3 separate regions of the Mus musculus genome follow, and all the other regions are linked to region 1. The links are chromatin contacts, called in public Hi-C maps. All regions are on one chromosome and are shown on one strand. The core of a region is the stretch at or near the end of the contact, and the rest is flanking DNA. Distances in the headings are between cores, read along the strand shown.

Region 1 (4,907 bases), core at 1,800-4,299:
ACCTAGCTGTACAGCTCCTGGGTATATACCCAAAAGATACTTCACCATACCACAAGGACATGTGCTTCCTTATAGTCATAGCAGCCTTATTAGTAATAGCTAGAGAATATAAATAACCCAGATGTCCCTTAACCTAAGAATGGATACAAAAATTTGGTTCATTTTGTTATTAGTCTATTGAGGTAGTAAATAGCTATAGTGCGATTAAATAGCTATTGAGCTATTAAAAACAAGGACATAATGGACTTTGCAGCCAAATGAATGGAACTGGAAAAATATCATCCTGAGTTAGGTAACCCAGATCCAAAAAGATAGGCAAGGTATGTACTTACTGATTAGTGGATATTAGCTAAAAAGTACTGAATATCCATGATACACCCCACAGACCCAAAGAAATTAAACAAGAAGGAACTCCCAAATGAAGATGGTTAAATCCCACTTAGAAGGGAGCAAAATAGTTATGGGAGGCAGAGGGAGGGAGGGACCTGGGTGGAAGAAGAAAAGGGGGTAGGGGGGCATGATCAGATGTAGGGAGGACAGAAGAGATTCCCAGAGGATCAGGAGAATGAACAGAAATATGCAGCTGCCTGGTAGAGAGTAGAGAGTGGGGAGACCACAGTGTCAACTAACCTGGACCCCTGGGAGCTCCCAGATTCTGAGCCACCCACCAATGAGCATACACAGGTTGGTCTGAATTCCCAGGCACATATATAGCAGAGGGCTGCCTCAGCAGCCTGCTGCTGTCTGGTCTCAGCAGGAGATGACATGCTTAATCCTGTAGAGTCTTGATGCCCCAGGATGAGGAGGTCCTCTCAGAGGTGAAGGAAAGGGGGTATGTGGGGAAGAACTCTGCCAGGGGGACAAGGAGGTGGCACAATTTTAGATGTAAATAAGTAAAAATGAATTAACAAAAAATTTTGTGAATTCTCACATGCATGAAGAGAAAATTTTGTGAGTGTTTGGATAAAGAATCTGAGGTAATGATGAACAGTTAAAAGGGAAAAAGAAGTTGGAATTGGTTTTAGAAGTACACAACACAGGTCTGTTATTTTTGATCCATCAATACTGGTGGTGACATCATTGCTCTGAGAAGAATCATCTGAACACACCAGGGGAAATGTAAAAACTCTTTACTAGCGTTTGCTCTGTATGAAAGAACATAAAGTGTGGATTAGCCATTCCTGGCTCTTACATCAAATCATCACTCTCTACTTAACCGAAACATTTATTTTATATAGTTCTGGGAACTAGTAGGTCTATCAAGGTACCAGAAACTTCTGGTAAGGGTTTGCTTAGGGTTCAAAGGTGATTGCTTGCTTTGTCATCATTACAGGGTATAAGCAAGAGTGGAACAACCATCTCTCTAAGGTCTTCTCAGAGCACTCATATACTGGATGCAGCCTTTACTCCCAAGACCTAATTACCTCTTAAAGGCCTTGTCCTTTAACATCAACATGTTATGTGTAATATTTTCTAGGCGTGAATTTTTAAAGGAACATAAAGGTTTAATTCCCATCGAATGGAGATGATTTTATGTACCATCTTGACTAGGCTATATTGTCTAGTTTAATCATCGGGATGTTGCTGTGAATATATTTTGTAGACTTGATTAGAGTTTGCAGTCCATTACTTTACTTATAAGACATCATCACCCTTAGCAGTTTGTCTCATCTAATCAGATGAAGGCTGTAAAGTATCTCAAGAAAGAGTGTATTCTGTCTCAACACATTAATGGAGAAAATGTGCCTGAACTTTGGGACTGCTTGCTTGTTTTACACATATCAATCTCCTTAGCTCTTCTAACAGGAAGAATACCTTTTTTTAAAAAAAATTGCATGTAAGTATGTATGTGCATATGTGTACATAGTGTGTGTATGCATATGTGTACATGGTGTGCATATGTGCATATATATACCTGTGCTTGCCTCTGTGTATGTGTGTGTGTGTATGTGGTGTATATGTGCATTGTGTGTGTGTGTGTGTGTATGTATTATGCTTGTGTGTAATTTTTGTTTCTGTAGAGAATCTTAATTGGCACAGAGAAGAGTGCAACTTGACAAGAAATGATGTTTTTGCTGATAGTTTCATGTCAACTTGTCTTTTTTTTTTTCATGTCAACTTGTCTTAACTAAGAGGAGGAAATCTCAATTAAGAAAATATGTCCTTAAGATTGAGCTTTGTAAAAGCCTGTAAGGCATTTGTTAAATTAGTAGTTGATGGAGGAGGACCTAGCCCATTGTGGGTGGAGCCTCTCCTTGTCTATTGGTCCTGGGTTCTATAAGAAATCAGGTTGAGGAAGCCATAAGAATCAAGCCAGTAAGCATCCCTCCTCCATGGGCTCTCCATCAGCTCCCTCTTCCAGGTTCTGTGTGAGTTCCTGTCCTCATTGCTCTTGATGATAAACTGTTATATGATAATATGAGCAAAATCCACCTCCATGTTACTATTCGTCTTGGGGTTTCATCACAGCAGTATTAACCTTAACTAAGACAATGTCATTAGTTTACATGAGAGTAGCTGTTGGAACAAAAGAAGCTTATAAACCTAGATGTGATATGGACAAACCAGGAGTTCAGGAGAAGAAAGTTTTCAGTTTTGATGTGGAATTTCGTGCTTCAGGAACAAGTGGTACAAAAATGTGTATGTATTAAAAGAAAAATTCAGAGAAATGGAGTCAGCATTATTTCCAATGTGCAAGAGATATTTTGGACATTTTGTGTGTCTAAAGGGAGCACTCTGACACATGTACCTGTCAGCATTTAGCAGTGACCTGAGGCTGCAACTGAGCAAAATACTTGTGACAGCAAACAGAAAGAGCTGGTCTTTTGTTTATTTTTTGTTGTTTTGTGAAGATAGGCCGATTATTTGAGCTAAGTGTCCTGGGCGTTCCTGAATAGGTTATGGATTTGTAGAGAAAGGAGGAGAAGGATCTTAGATAAAAGCAGAGGATCAGGCCAAGGCAAAGTGAGCAGTAATTAGTCACTGGTCATAACTAACCATGACTCAGACCTTCAGTGTGATAAATGGAGGCCTCACCACCAGGAGTGTGGAGGAATTATTAATGCATGTGTGTGTGATGAGACACTGGGTTATGGAAACCACACTAGAAGCTCCATTGTAATAGTTCAACAACTTTAACCCCAGTTTCCACCCAGCTGTACTCACTAGTCACAGGAGTCACTCAGAGGAGAAACATGAATCCTGACTCCAAGGAAGTATTTGACCCTGTGTTCTAATAGCACTCAGAATTTAACTCTGTATCATCATTCGTCACTGGAATGACGTAACTATGTTCTATATTTAGTCTTCAAGGACGTACTTGATCCTACAATGAGCCATTTCCTGAACTTCACATGGGGCAATACATTAGTGAACAAAAATAAGATTAAATCATTCGTCTTAGTGGGGTGCCATAAAATATGTTATTGACTTACGTTAATATGGGTAGTGATATTCTAGTGTGAAAATAGTAAAAGCTACTGCACTCACCAACCAGGAAGGCACAGTAACTGACATGCCACAATCAGCAACTCAGAGTCTCAGGATTTTTACCAAGCTAATGCTCACTTAAGGCCAATGAGATCTCTCTATTCTGTGATTTTCATTAACTCTCTCATCTCGAGCTCCAGACTATGGAGTAACCAATGTCTGCAAGATTGCTGATAACCACAACGTTAGGGGAATTAAAGGGATGCCTGTGTGTCTTACCAAGACAATGCAAAGTTCAGCTACGTGTTGCACTCAGTTGAGCTCTTGGATTAACTTATATACAGAATTAGAGACAGTCACATGTGTACAGTGTTTAAAACCCATAAACTTGACAGGTACAAACAGGCTGCTTAGGTCATATAAAGATATTTGTGTTTTCCTATGTTTAATATGGAAAATGACTAGAGGGTGTGCACATAAGAATGAGTGAATGATGACACGTAGTCTTGTTGAGATATGGTCTCCATGATTTATATTGTGCATGCCCATCCAAAAATTATGACAATAACACTGCTTTGGTATAAAGATAAACTGAAAAATATGTATTATATTTAGAATGAAGAAAACAATAAAGATTCTTGGAGTTTCCTGTCTATTTGTTTCCTCAAATAAGGAAGGATTTCTCCCAAAGTCAGAAACATACGTAGTTCATCACTGAATTCTCAAAGCTAAATGCCTAAATGCAAGGGTTGACCCAATTTTGGATTTTCATATGTATATGTAGTCCTCCAAAAGATGGCTGATAGGAGGGGAAGTATGCCACGGGCATCTGCATATCTCCGCCAAAGAATTCATATTTTCCTCAAAGAAACTGAACTGTCACCTTTAATATAAATGGCTATCACTGAAATTTATATGCCATAGTTAATAATAATGGCATTTCAACTTCTGAGTCTGGTAGAAGCATGTTTTCTGTGGTTCCATGGCTTGAGGGCAGTGTTTGGAATAGAGTTAGCTGTCACCTCCTATTCACTAGCTATGATCTACTCACAGCTGACACATTCATCAACCACATAGACGCCTTGCTTAAAAAGATAGGCAGGTCAAAGTTTTACTGGCAATAGTTGCAATAACTAGGGATAGAGTTACAAGAAATTTGGAAAATCTTGCTCTGAGAGTCTGTCATCACAATGATTAGAGTCTCCACAAGGCACCTTATTTAAGAGTGGGTAAGCTATAATCTTATATACTTCTATTGAAACATGTATCTCACCCTACTGTATAACCCTTTCCATCTTAGTCCTTCAGTAACAGTAACTTTTACCCACTCAATATGATCTTCAACCCTTATCCTCTGTTTTTAAGGAACATCGGTTTTTCGTACAGTTGGGGGTATTCAATTAGTGGCTATGAATTTCTAAAAGGATATGGTATATCAAGTACTTCAGCGTTTGCTCAAGACTGTGCCAGAATTACTC
Region 2 (4,907 bases), core at 1,717-4,216, 250 kb before region 1:
TCTCCATTTGTTAACCTTAGCTGCCTGAAGGACATGTAGTCCTTATCATCAGGACAGCCAGGGAAGCATTCCCAGTGTGAGCAGAAAGCTTGACCACAATTCTACAGCAAACCAGTGGTGGGATGGATAGAATTACTTTTCTTTTGTCCTTCAACATTTGGTGTACATTGTGAGCTTAGATATTTAATAAACATTGTAATATTTGAAAATGGAAAATTTGGGGATGTTTTAGAGTTTGGAAGGAGCAAATAGTTTTGTAAATTTTTTTTGTTTGTCGTGAAAATATGAACTATTATTTCTTTTGGGGGCATATCGACTTTCTTTGCATTTGTTCTCTGTAATATTTGATGAATAGAGGAAATGGGCCATCCATTTTATGAAACTAGTGAAAGATGGATAATGCTCAGCATGGTCTTACTGCCTATCAAATAAAGGGCAGGAAAACCCACAAGACATGTAAGCAACTTTGTACACATCTGTCTATTGCTTATACCTCACTCTAGTTTAAGAACACAGATTTAGAGAGAAGAGCAGACAGGGGCTTGTGGGCTTCATCCTTTCATATATATCTGTGATTTCCATTCAGTCCTAGAATCTTGCATATCTCCAGGGGTCTATGTCATACTCTTGTCATTTCGGTATCAGAAACCTTGAGATATGCGTGAAAACACACAAGTATTAAGCAGAGAAGAGTAAGATATGCACACAAATAGAATGACACACTTTTTCAATATAAGTGGAATTCCCCATGCATAAGAAATAATACTATCTATCTCCCTTTTATTTTTGTCTTTTTATATACATCTGCATGTACCTCAAAATTTAATTTACAACATATAATGTTCAGCTATCCTAGACCTACACTATCATAAATGATACTGTAATAAACATATTCCCTGAACTTTCACCTTTGGGCATCTCTGAGAACTTTTCTGAAGAATAAATTTCTAGAAGAGGGCTGGTTGCAACAAAAGAACTATACACATTCAGTTTCCATGGATTCTGCCAACTGGGTCTCTGCAGAGGTCATGCTAATTTATACTCTTTGCTGTGATATATGGGAATGCCTGCTTTCCCACATCTGGTCAACACTGGGTACTTTTCAGATATGAATGAATGAAGAGTTTGGATAGTTCTAGCTTTGAATTAGACTTAGACTTGAAGTCTCCTTCTTGGCTATCTCAATATGGGTCTCCACAAAGCATTATAGCTGGGGAACAGACTCCACTCAAGGCTGAATGCTCTCACTACAGTGGGAACAGGGAACTTCAATCTGTGCCCTACTTGGCATATATCCCTGACAGACACAGCCACTCTAGGGAGCCAGCCTCTCTGACTATAAGAATAGTAGATTGGAAGCAAATTGATCTTTTCACAGCTGGCCATTCTCCTCTCTTCCTCAGCTTGGACCAAGCTCAGAACAAGGTCAGCAATGTACTTCTGCCACAAAGCTTGCATTGTTGAGGATTGCCCTCTTTGGGGAAGACATCTTATTCCCCAAGACTCTCCTCTGTAGTTTCAACTGTGACAAGCTTGGAGACAACGTAGCTATTCTTTTCCAAGAGTCTCCAAAGCAACACCCATTTTTTTGTCCATCCTGTTTGATAAACATGTACTGTTGTTATGCTATTCTCAATGTCATTCAAAGTTTGTCAGATGACTCAATTTAACAGAGTATAACTCCTTACTCATCTTTACTGGAGGTCCATGCTCAGTGGGTTTGGGACTCCAAAGTAAAGTAAAATGAATAAACCAGGGGAAAGAAGCTTATGCAACTGTCTAGTTGCACTGTGTATAAGTACTGTTCATCCCATTGCTCAGTTCATTTTCTTCACACTTGTTTCACTAGAGAGACAGTTATTTTTGCTTATTGATCAATTGCTTGTCTCTTGTAGAAGACACGGGCTCCACAATATAGTGATATTCTTTAGTTCATGATTCATCATATGTCTTTAGAATATCTCCTGGTACCTTGGATGGGGTTGATGTGCATTGCAGAATGAATGACGTTGATGAGCAACTCCTGTGTTATGCAATTTCAAGCCTGTGTACTTGATGCATAACCTGAAATAAATAAATATTGTATTCATTTATGGCTAAGAACATTGAGAGTCACAGAGCAAGCAGTACATCTAGACCCATTCATCTGATAATGGGTTGATCTGGGATTTTCATTTTGGCTTGGTGTATTCCAATCTTATCTCATAGATGAACAGGACTCTTGATTATTCAAAGTCTAAAATATTGGAACATTTTTTAAACATGAAGACTGATCATTGACATGCCAAGGTAAACATGATACAACCAACAGATGCATACATTCTGTCCCTAGTCCAAAGAAACAAACCTCCAAATTACTAGTATGTATAACTTTTCATTTATCTGGTTAGAGTCAGTATAGCTAAGATTTGTACATTTGTTCACATTTAGAGCTCTTTGAACAGAATAATAAGGAAAAATCTAAAAGAATTTTAATTTTATATCAAGAAAAAGTAGGACTGGAGACTAAAATTTAACATGGTTATGTTGTGCCTACAGATTATTTTACATGAATAATTTTTCTTAGTTCTTATGACAGCAATTTTTTTCTTGTACTTTTTAATCTGAAGTAGGAATTTTGAAGCTCAGCTTGATGAATCCATACCTTAGATTGGAACAATGTTTGAATTTATGCCAATATTGCTGAAGAATTTCTCTTTTTCCTGTCCCAGTGCATATGCTGGTCAGGACTGTGGTCTCAATGACCTCATACCATCACAGACATGGAGTGTGCTGCACCATGGCTGAGAGACAGCCTCCCTTACAGCCTAGACAGCTCAAGAACTAGCTTGGGGTTTGGCATCACGCCTGGTATGAGTCTATCCTTTAGTTGTTTCTTTCTATTGTTGGCCAACCCCCCAGGAAGGCTCGTCTCTTCTGTGCAATTCAACTGAAATGAGAAGTTACCACAAGGATTCTGGAAGCCCGCACTCCATGCTGAGATTTTTTTTTTCTTCCCTGAGAACTGGCTGCATAGTAATGTTCTGCGTCAGTCCTTCCAGATCCCAACTCAAAGATTCACAAACACTGGCTCCCCTGAGCATTGGGCTGCTGGTTATGATGAAATGTTAGCACAGAAGAGCTTTCTTTTTCTATTTTGGGTTTCGAATCAGGACAGCATGGTTACAGGATGATTTATGCACTTTGAGAACTTTAAAATGTTTTGTTGCTATGCCTTCCCCCAGGCATTTCTCTTATCACTTGGACTCAGCTTGATGCCTCTCTGGAATCCGCTTGTTCCCCTATCATCTGTGCAACACCAAACACATGTCTTCAATCTGAAATCAGAAAACTGAAAATTGGAAGCAATTGATTCTAGAAAGATCCCAAACAGACTGCCATTTGGGCATAATAAGCCCCAAAGAGGTGGCATTTGTAGTATTTGGGGATGGAAATATCCATCTGTAGTTGCAGCTAGTTCCCCCCCTCCCCCGTCCCATCCTGACTCTTAAAAAATGAAAAAGTTAGAAAGCAAGGAAAGGGTTTCCCTAATGGAATTGCTATTTACTGGATGACTATTATGCATGCCCTCATTTGGCCTATGACTGCTATTTCCTCTATGGTGGACACAGCGATGGATGTGAAGAAGGTACTGGCAGGTCACATAAAACCCCATCCTCAAAGAGCTCATGGTTCATTGCACTGGTTGGCTGAGGCACGTGTCTTGCACACTTCTCTGTCCGCTGATTGTGCTTCTCTCTTGTGTGCCATCATTGCTGGTCTTTTTCCCGGTTACTGATGATCACCTCATTTCGAGATCTCCTGTGCTCCTGCCTGCGCTCTTCTCCCATGGTTAAATATGTTCTTTACACTTTTACCCTACACAACTTCCAACTCTTTCTCTAACTTTCTCATGATTCCAGTCCAAACAGGACATCCAATCTCCAAGACATCTCCCTCCCACACAAAATTAGTACTCTTATGTGTTCTTGGATGACTCTTTGTTTCATGACATTTGTCATGTACTACTGTAGCCAGCTATACCTTTATCCACTTTTTTCTTCTGTCAGCTTCTGAAGAAAAAGGGTGAAATAATCATGTTGACAGATATGTACCAAATGTATGGCTAATGTTGGCTGTTTAATAGCTATTCTTGGCACATAGAAATGGTCTGTCCAACAGACAAGTAAAATTAACTTAAATAATGTCACAGGGACTCTTCATGTTATGTATTTTTTGGGACAACCTCTCACATAGCTTAGGCTGGCCTTGAACTTGCTATGGACTTAGCTTCTGAACCTGTAAGCTAGCCCCAATCAAATGTTATCCGTATAAGTTACCTTGGTCATTTTGTCTGTTCATAGCAGTAAAACCCTAATCAAGACAGTGGGATTGGATTGACCTTTGCATACTATCTACTTGAAAATCTTTTTGAATCACATCTAAATTTTCAAGTACTCCACCACACAATTATAGGATCTACCAGATTGAAATTTCCCCATTGGCCCTCTGATTAGATTTGGAGTCCATGCTTCATCCTGTGATCTTCTGGGCTTTGTCTCAGACTGCTGGATGATGTTGCTCTCACAGCTGTTGGAAGTGACCCATTGATGCAGTTGGCAACAGTTGCTCAGCATCTGATCAGAAAGACCAAATGGGGTGAAAAAAATGGAAATCATGGTGAGTAAGTGACTGACCTCATTCTGTAGGAATTCTTTCTGGAAAGGCAGCAAGAGAAAGTTGTGACAGGCAGTAAGTCATCTCTAAGAATGTTTACTGTGGAATTCTAGCAAAAGAAAAGGCTTGAGAGACTTCCTGGATGACACACATCTTTGCTCAGAGACACCAAAGCAGAGTACTGGAAAACTTCAGCCTAGAGCGAGAGGCTGTCCACTCCTGTGTTAAGGGCGGCTGAAGCAGCAGCAGCA
Region 3 (4,907 bases), core at 1,339-3,838, 230 kb before region 1:
ACACACATATATATCAACAATAGAAAAATTTTAATTAAATAATTAAAAGAGAAAGTCTCCAACTTTGCTGTAGCCCTGGGAATTGCTTTTTTGGTTCTTGCCCACAGGGCTTTAGAATGAGCCGGGACCTATGTTCTTGCCTTGTCATATCTCCTGTGTTATTTCCCTATGTAGCCTGACAGGTCCTTGACTCAGTTCTATATCTGTGTCTTTGTTTCCTTCAGCCAGACAATTTGTATGTGAATGTCCTATCCATGCCAATGGTAGGGTTATTAGGAAGAGAGACCTTTGAAAATTATTTAATGATCCCAATGCAGTCATGAGAGTGGAGCCCATATTAATGGATTAGTGCCCTCATTGAAGACTGGAGAGAGAGAGTTTCCTCTTTCATCTGCTGGTATGTGAAGGCAATGAAGGAATGGTCATGTGTAAACAAGAAAGGATTGCTCATCAGATACTGGATCCTAGAGTCTTTCATCTCGGACACCTTAGTAATGTAATGTTTGTTGCATATTAAACCAACTTTTGTTTCAGCAACTTGAGTGAACTAAGACATTCAGGGGATTCATTGTAGCCTCCTGGCAGTCTACTAACATCCTGCCATCTGTCTGAGACAATGAGAGATACTGAATTCAGCATGGTTTATAACTAGTATGCATAGCTTTAAGGGGAAGTTAACACTCACTATTTGGCTGTGTTTTCCCTTTTACCCGTGCCCTTTTGAATTCACCTCCTGCCCTCCTATGACTCTAGGTACCCTTATGGTTCATCATTATTCTCTCATGGATGAGAAACCTTTGTATTCTCAGTTGTCTTTCCCTGGGCCTTTCTCCACTGTTCCCAGTGTACTATGAATCATTGTTCAATATTTCTCTCTCTCTCTCTCTCTCTCTCTCTCTCTCTCTCTCTCTCTCCCTCCCTCCCTCTCTCTCTCTACCTCCTCTGTCAGTCTTTAGCTTTAATTAATTTACCAGATAAATTTATCAGAAATGGGGCTTTAGACAAATTTAATGTTTGGAGACTGTTTTTAGAAGCTGTTTCCAGGACAGGCAGGTGTTGGTAGAGGACAACAGGAGGTGGAAGGAACTGTCTGAGCAGACTGTCTATACCCTAGTGGGGGCCACTGAGCCTGAGTGCATCGAGCAGCTTTATGAGTAAGATCCAAGTGGGAGTTGGGGAGAAGACTCCCAATGGTGGAAAACTTGACTCACTTGAAAACTTGCCCACAAGCCTGTCCTGGAAGGAAGAAATAAAAGGTGATCTCATCAGACTTCCCCCTCCCCAGCTCTCATCCATGTATGTATTTACTTCCCTCTTTCACTTTTCACCCTACAAAGAACATTCATTAGTGGCTCAACAGCCTTGGATGTTAATCCCAGCAAAGCTCTCTCATTTACCAGCAAGTAAGACCATCCATGAGTCTGAGGCTTAGCAAGAACCTGCCAAATCCCATCACATGAACATGGCTCAGGTCTTCTGACACTCGAAGCAGCTTCTCAATCCCCTATCGTGTCTCCAATGCAAAATATATTCAGACGCCCTAGAGATATATCTGTGACTTCATGCCTCTAAGAATTCAACAAGTCTTTTCTGGTGACTTTTCCCATGAAGCTTTACAGTCCTAGGTCCTGGTAGATCTTGTGGCATTCTTCACACCAATAACATGTCAAAAACCTCTCTGTGATCCTGCAATGGAAACAGAAAACCAAGACCTAGGCCAGAGAAACACAAGTAGGAAAATACATGCATCCACATGATCGATACAGTTCAGCCTTACATATGCTTCTGTTTCCTAGAATCCAAAGAAATACAGGGAAGCAGATTTAGTCACTTGTTTCTAGGAAAATAGAAAATAGAAAGATATTTGTGTGAGTGTGCATGTGTGTGTGTGTGTGTGTGTGTGTGTATGTGTGTGTGTGTGTGTGTGTGTGTGTGTGTGTGTGTGTATGTATGTCGGAGAGAGGGACAGAGACAGAGATAGGGAGACAGGGAGAAATAGAGAGACAGACAGGGAGACAGACAGGGAGATGGGGAGAGAGATATATAACCCCCAAATATTCTGGAGACAGAAAATTTACAAGATCAAAGCCAACTTCTTGCATCAGGGGAAGGTGATTCTTTTACAAGGACAAATAATGAATAATGCCCTTCAAACCAGCAAGGTCTAGATAACAGAAGTCCAAACCCTACCTTCATCAAAATAACTGATAATGTCATTTCTGAGTCAGTTTGCTTGGAAGTAAGAGACATGTAGAGCAAACCTCCACTTTCATACACCAAAAATGTACTATAGCATCACTAGCACTATAGGAAAACTATTTCTAGTTCTGGTAATTAATTAATTATTATTTTTTGTTATATGTAGAGGTTCAGACTCCCAGCTGCAATGAGAGGAAGACAGATGTAACAGACCAATGTTGGTAGAGCCAAATGCAAATTTTTCCCACAGTATTTTTCCCGTTGAATAACTGGGTCTCCCTCTGAGCAGATGCTTGTATGCCTTAATGACTCGCTTATGAGGTCCTCATCCCACTGCAGTTTGAAGACAGGAAGCCTGGCATGAGGCCTGGAGCTGGTGACACAGTGGCTTCTTGCCCGCTTTTCTAAAGTTGCCCCAGTGGGCACATCTGTGCCCCAAATTTGCCCGCTCTGTCAGAAGACAATGAAGGCTTGTTCCCAGTATCTGAAATGATGACTTCATAGTCCTTTTTAAAGCTGGCAGGGAGAGATAGAGAATTAATGTAGTTAAAAATGCACACTGCAAAGATTGAGTTTCACATTGGGTAAAGAACGGGAGTACTTCCTATCTGGGAAACTATAAAATCTAACACAGTAACTACCTTGACAGCAGTGCCCCAGTTTCCTTCCATTAAGCTCATTTAAAAGACAATCATGAGTGTGTAGCCCATTGGGTTGACATGTGTAGACTCATTCTTTTCTTCCTGTGTTGAAAGTATGATACAGAACAGTAACCTTTAACATTTTTTGATAATGACCCATATACACAGGTACATTTTGTATTGTGACTCTGAACACACACTGAAAAAATGATTTTATGAAAATACCATGTGTAATATGCACAATTCACATTTGTTAGATTATCTCATTGACAAACACCTTCTTGTGATTCCTTGAGTTGATTCTATGAATCCCAAACAAGCTGTAACCTATAGTTAGAAGACACAGGTTTCAAGAAAGAACATAGGACTTCGATGTCCAGGCTCAACTCCTAACTGCTCAACTTTAGTGGCTGCATGAAGTTTTTTTGAGCCGTAGTATGTCAGTCAGCATGGGCTAGGTTATGCTTTAGTAATGAACAGTCCGGCCATTTCAGAGACTTAAAATAACTAGAGTTCACTTCATACTCATCCTGTTTGAGGCTCATGTTTTTGTAACGACTCACACATCCAGAATGCAGGTGCTGTCAGGATAGCATCCTTACTTCCCGATCTACTGACAGAGCAATTTGACTCCCAGCTGTGTCATGGGATTTTCTTTTGGGCATAGGATTCATGCAGCAACCTGGTGTTGAGAAGATCTCTGTGCTTGACTCGATGTTCTACTATCACAGTCTTGAAATAATGATCTTGGAACAAGACATCTTAGGTTTTAATTTTGTAAGAATTTTGCATTTTAATTTTGGACCAGGACCCCAAATTATGTAGCTAGTATGTAGACCACTATTTTAAAATATAAATACTCCAAGGAGTTACAGAGAAAAAGTTTGGAGCTGAGACAAAAGGATGGACCATCTAGAGACTGCCATATCTGGGGATCCATCCCATAATCAGCTTCCAAACGCTGACACCATTGCATACACTAGCAAGATTTTGCTGAAAGGACCCTGATATAGCTGTCTCTTATGAGACAATGCCGGGGCCTAGCAAACACAGAAGTGGATGCTCACAGTCAGCTATTGGATGGATCACAGGGCCCCCAATGGAGGAGCTAGAGAAAGTACCCAAGGAGCTGAAGGGATCTGCAGTTGTATAGGTGGGACAACAATATGAACTAAACAATACCCCCCACCCCCCCTGGAGCTTGTGTCTCTAGCTGCATATGAATCAGAAGATGGCCTAGTCGGCCATCAGTGGAAAGAGAGGCCCATTGTTCTGTTCGTGCAAACTTTATATGCCTCAGTACAGGGGAACGCCAGGGCCAAGAAGTGGGAGTGGGTGGGTAGGGGAGTGGGTAGGGAAGTGTGTGGGTGAATTTTGGGATAGCATTGGAAATGTAAATGAAATAAATACCCAATTAAAAATAAATAAAAATTTAAAAATATAAATACATTTATCTATCTATCTATCTATCTATCTATCTATCTATCTATCTATCTATCTATACATTCCACTACCTCATCCATCTGCCTTCTCTATTTCTTTTCAGAAAAGGTCAGACATCCATGGGTATAGACCAAACATGGCATATCAAGTTGCAGTAAGACTAGGAACTTCACCTTATACTGAGGCTGGATGAGGCAACCCAGTAGGAGGAAAGGATCCTCTTTTGAGTCTCCTTCTTCTTCTTCTTTTTTTTTTTTCCTGATCTGGAAAATGGATTCCTGATATGGACTCATGAGATTCCTAAAAGAATTAAAAGAAGGACGGCATAGTCATGACAGTGCATATTATAACTTTTGTTCATGTCTTGATAGTTTCATTTCCATTTCTATCAATGGGAAAAACCTATCTATCCAGTCATGTTACTCTTCTCACCTGGAAACATTCTCTTCCATTATGTTGTTCTCTTTCTCTAGTCTGCTTACCTTAAATCAGTATATTACACTATGGCCTCGGTAGTCACCTTCTGTGGCTGTTCACACATCCACAGAGCCCTCCTTAATTCCCTTCTTATTGCGGCCCTTCCCTTGCCTTTGGCTCTTCATCCCTTTGCCAGTTCCCTTCATA

The links. Hi-C and Micro-C count contacts between places; a contact is called where the count stands out from the background.
Region 2: a contact with region 1 is called in a Hi-C map of adipose-derived mesenchymal stem cells, with 3 times the contacts expected there. The contact joins two enhancer-like sites. A contact is called at or near these places in 1 of 15 datasets of contacts at CTCF or cohesin (the NIH/3T3 cell line), 8 of 484 Hi-C or Micro-C datasets (the C2C12 cell line, adipose-derived mesenchymal stem cells, embryonic fibroblasts and 3 more) and 3 of 115 datasets of contacts at active chromatin or transcription factors (the NIH/3T3 cell line, a colorectal cancer cell line and embryonic fibroblasts).
Region 3: a Hi-C map of the C2C12 cell line shows a contact between it and region 1, with 2.9 times the contacts expected there. The contact joins two enhancer-like sites. A contact is called at or near these places in 2 of 484 Hi-C or Micro-C datasets (the C2C12 cell line and muscle stem cells) and 1 of 115 datasets of contacts at active chromatin or transcription factors (embryonic fibroblasts).

The regions. Positions count from the first base shown.
Region 1 is chr4:64,321,447-64,326,353 of GRCm38.p6, forward strand. No RefSeq gene overlaps it. Among named protein-coding and RNA genes, the nearest start is that of Gm11217, 47 kb to the left of the region's middle. Within about 2 kb of position 3,050, at least 24 of the 459 cell types and tissues checked have an H3K27ac peak or open chromatin away from gene starts, as enhancers often do. A contact at or near this core is called in the C2C12 cell line, adipose-derived mesenchymal stem cells and pancreatic cancer cells, where this site is marked.
Region 2 is chr4:64,073,600-64,078,506 of GRCm38.p6, forward strand. All of the region lies in intron 4 of 8030451A03Rik (a long non-coding RNA gene), which reads left to right. Among named protein-coding and RNA genes, the nearest start is that of Tnc, 29 kb to the left of the region's middle. Within about 2 kb of position 2,967, at least 68 of the 459 cell types and tissues checked have an H3K27ac peak or open chromatin away from gene starts, as enhancers often do. A contact at or near this core is called in the C2C12 cell line, adipose-derived mesenchymal stem cells and pancreatic cancer cells, where this site is marked.
Region 3 is chr4:64,091,808-64,096,714 of GRCm38.p6, forward strand. The region is part of intron 5 of 8030451A03Rik (a long non-coding RNA gene); the gene reads left to right. Among named protein-coding and RNA genes, the nearest start is that of Tnc, 47 kb to the left of the region's middle. Within about 2 kb of position 2,589, at least 20 of the 459 cell types and tissues checked have an H3K27ac peak or open chromatin away from gene starts, as enhancers often do. A contact at or near this core is called in the C2C12 cell line, where this site is marked.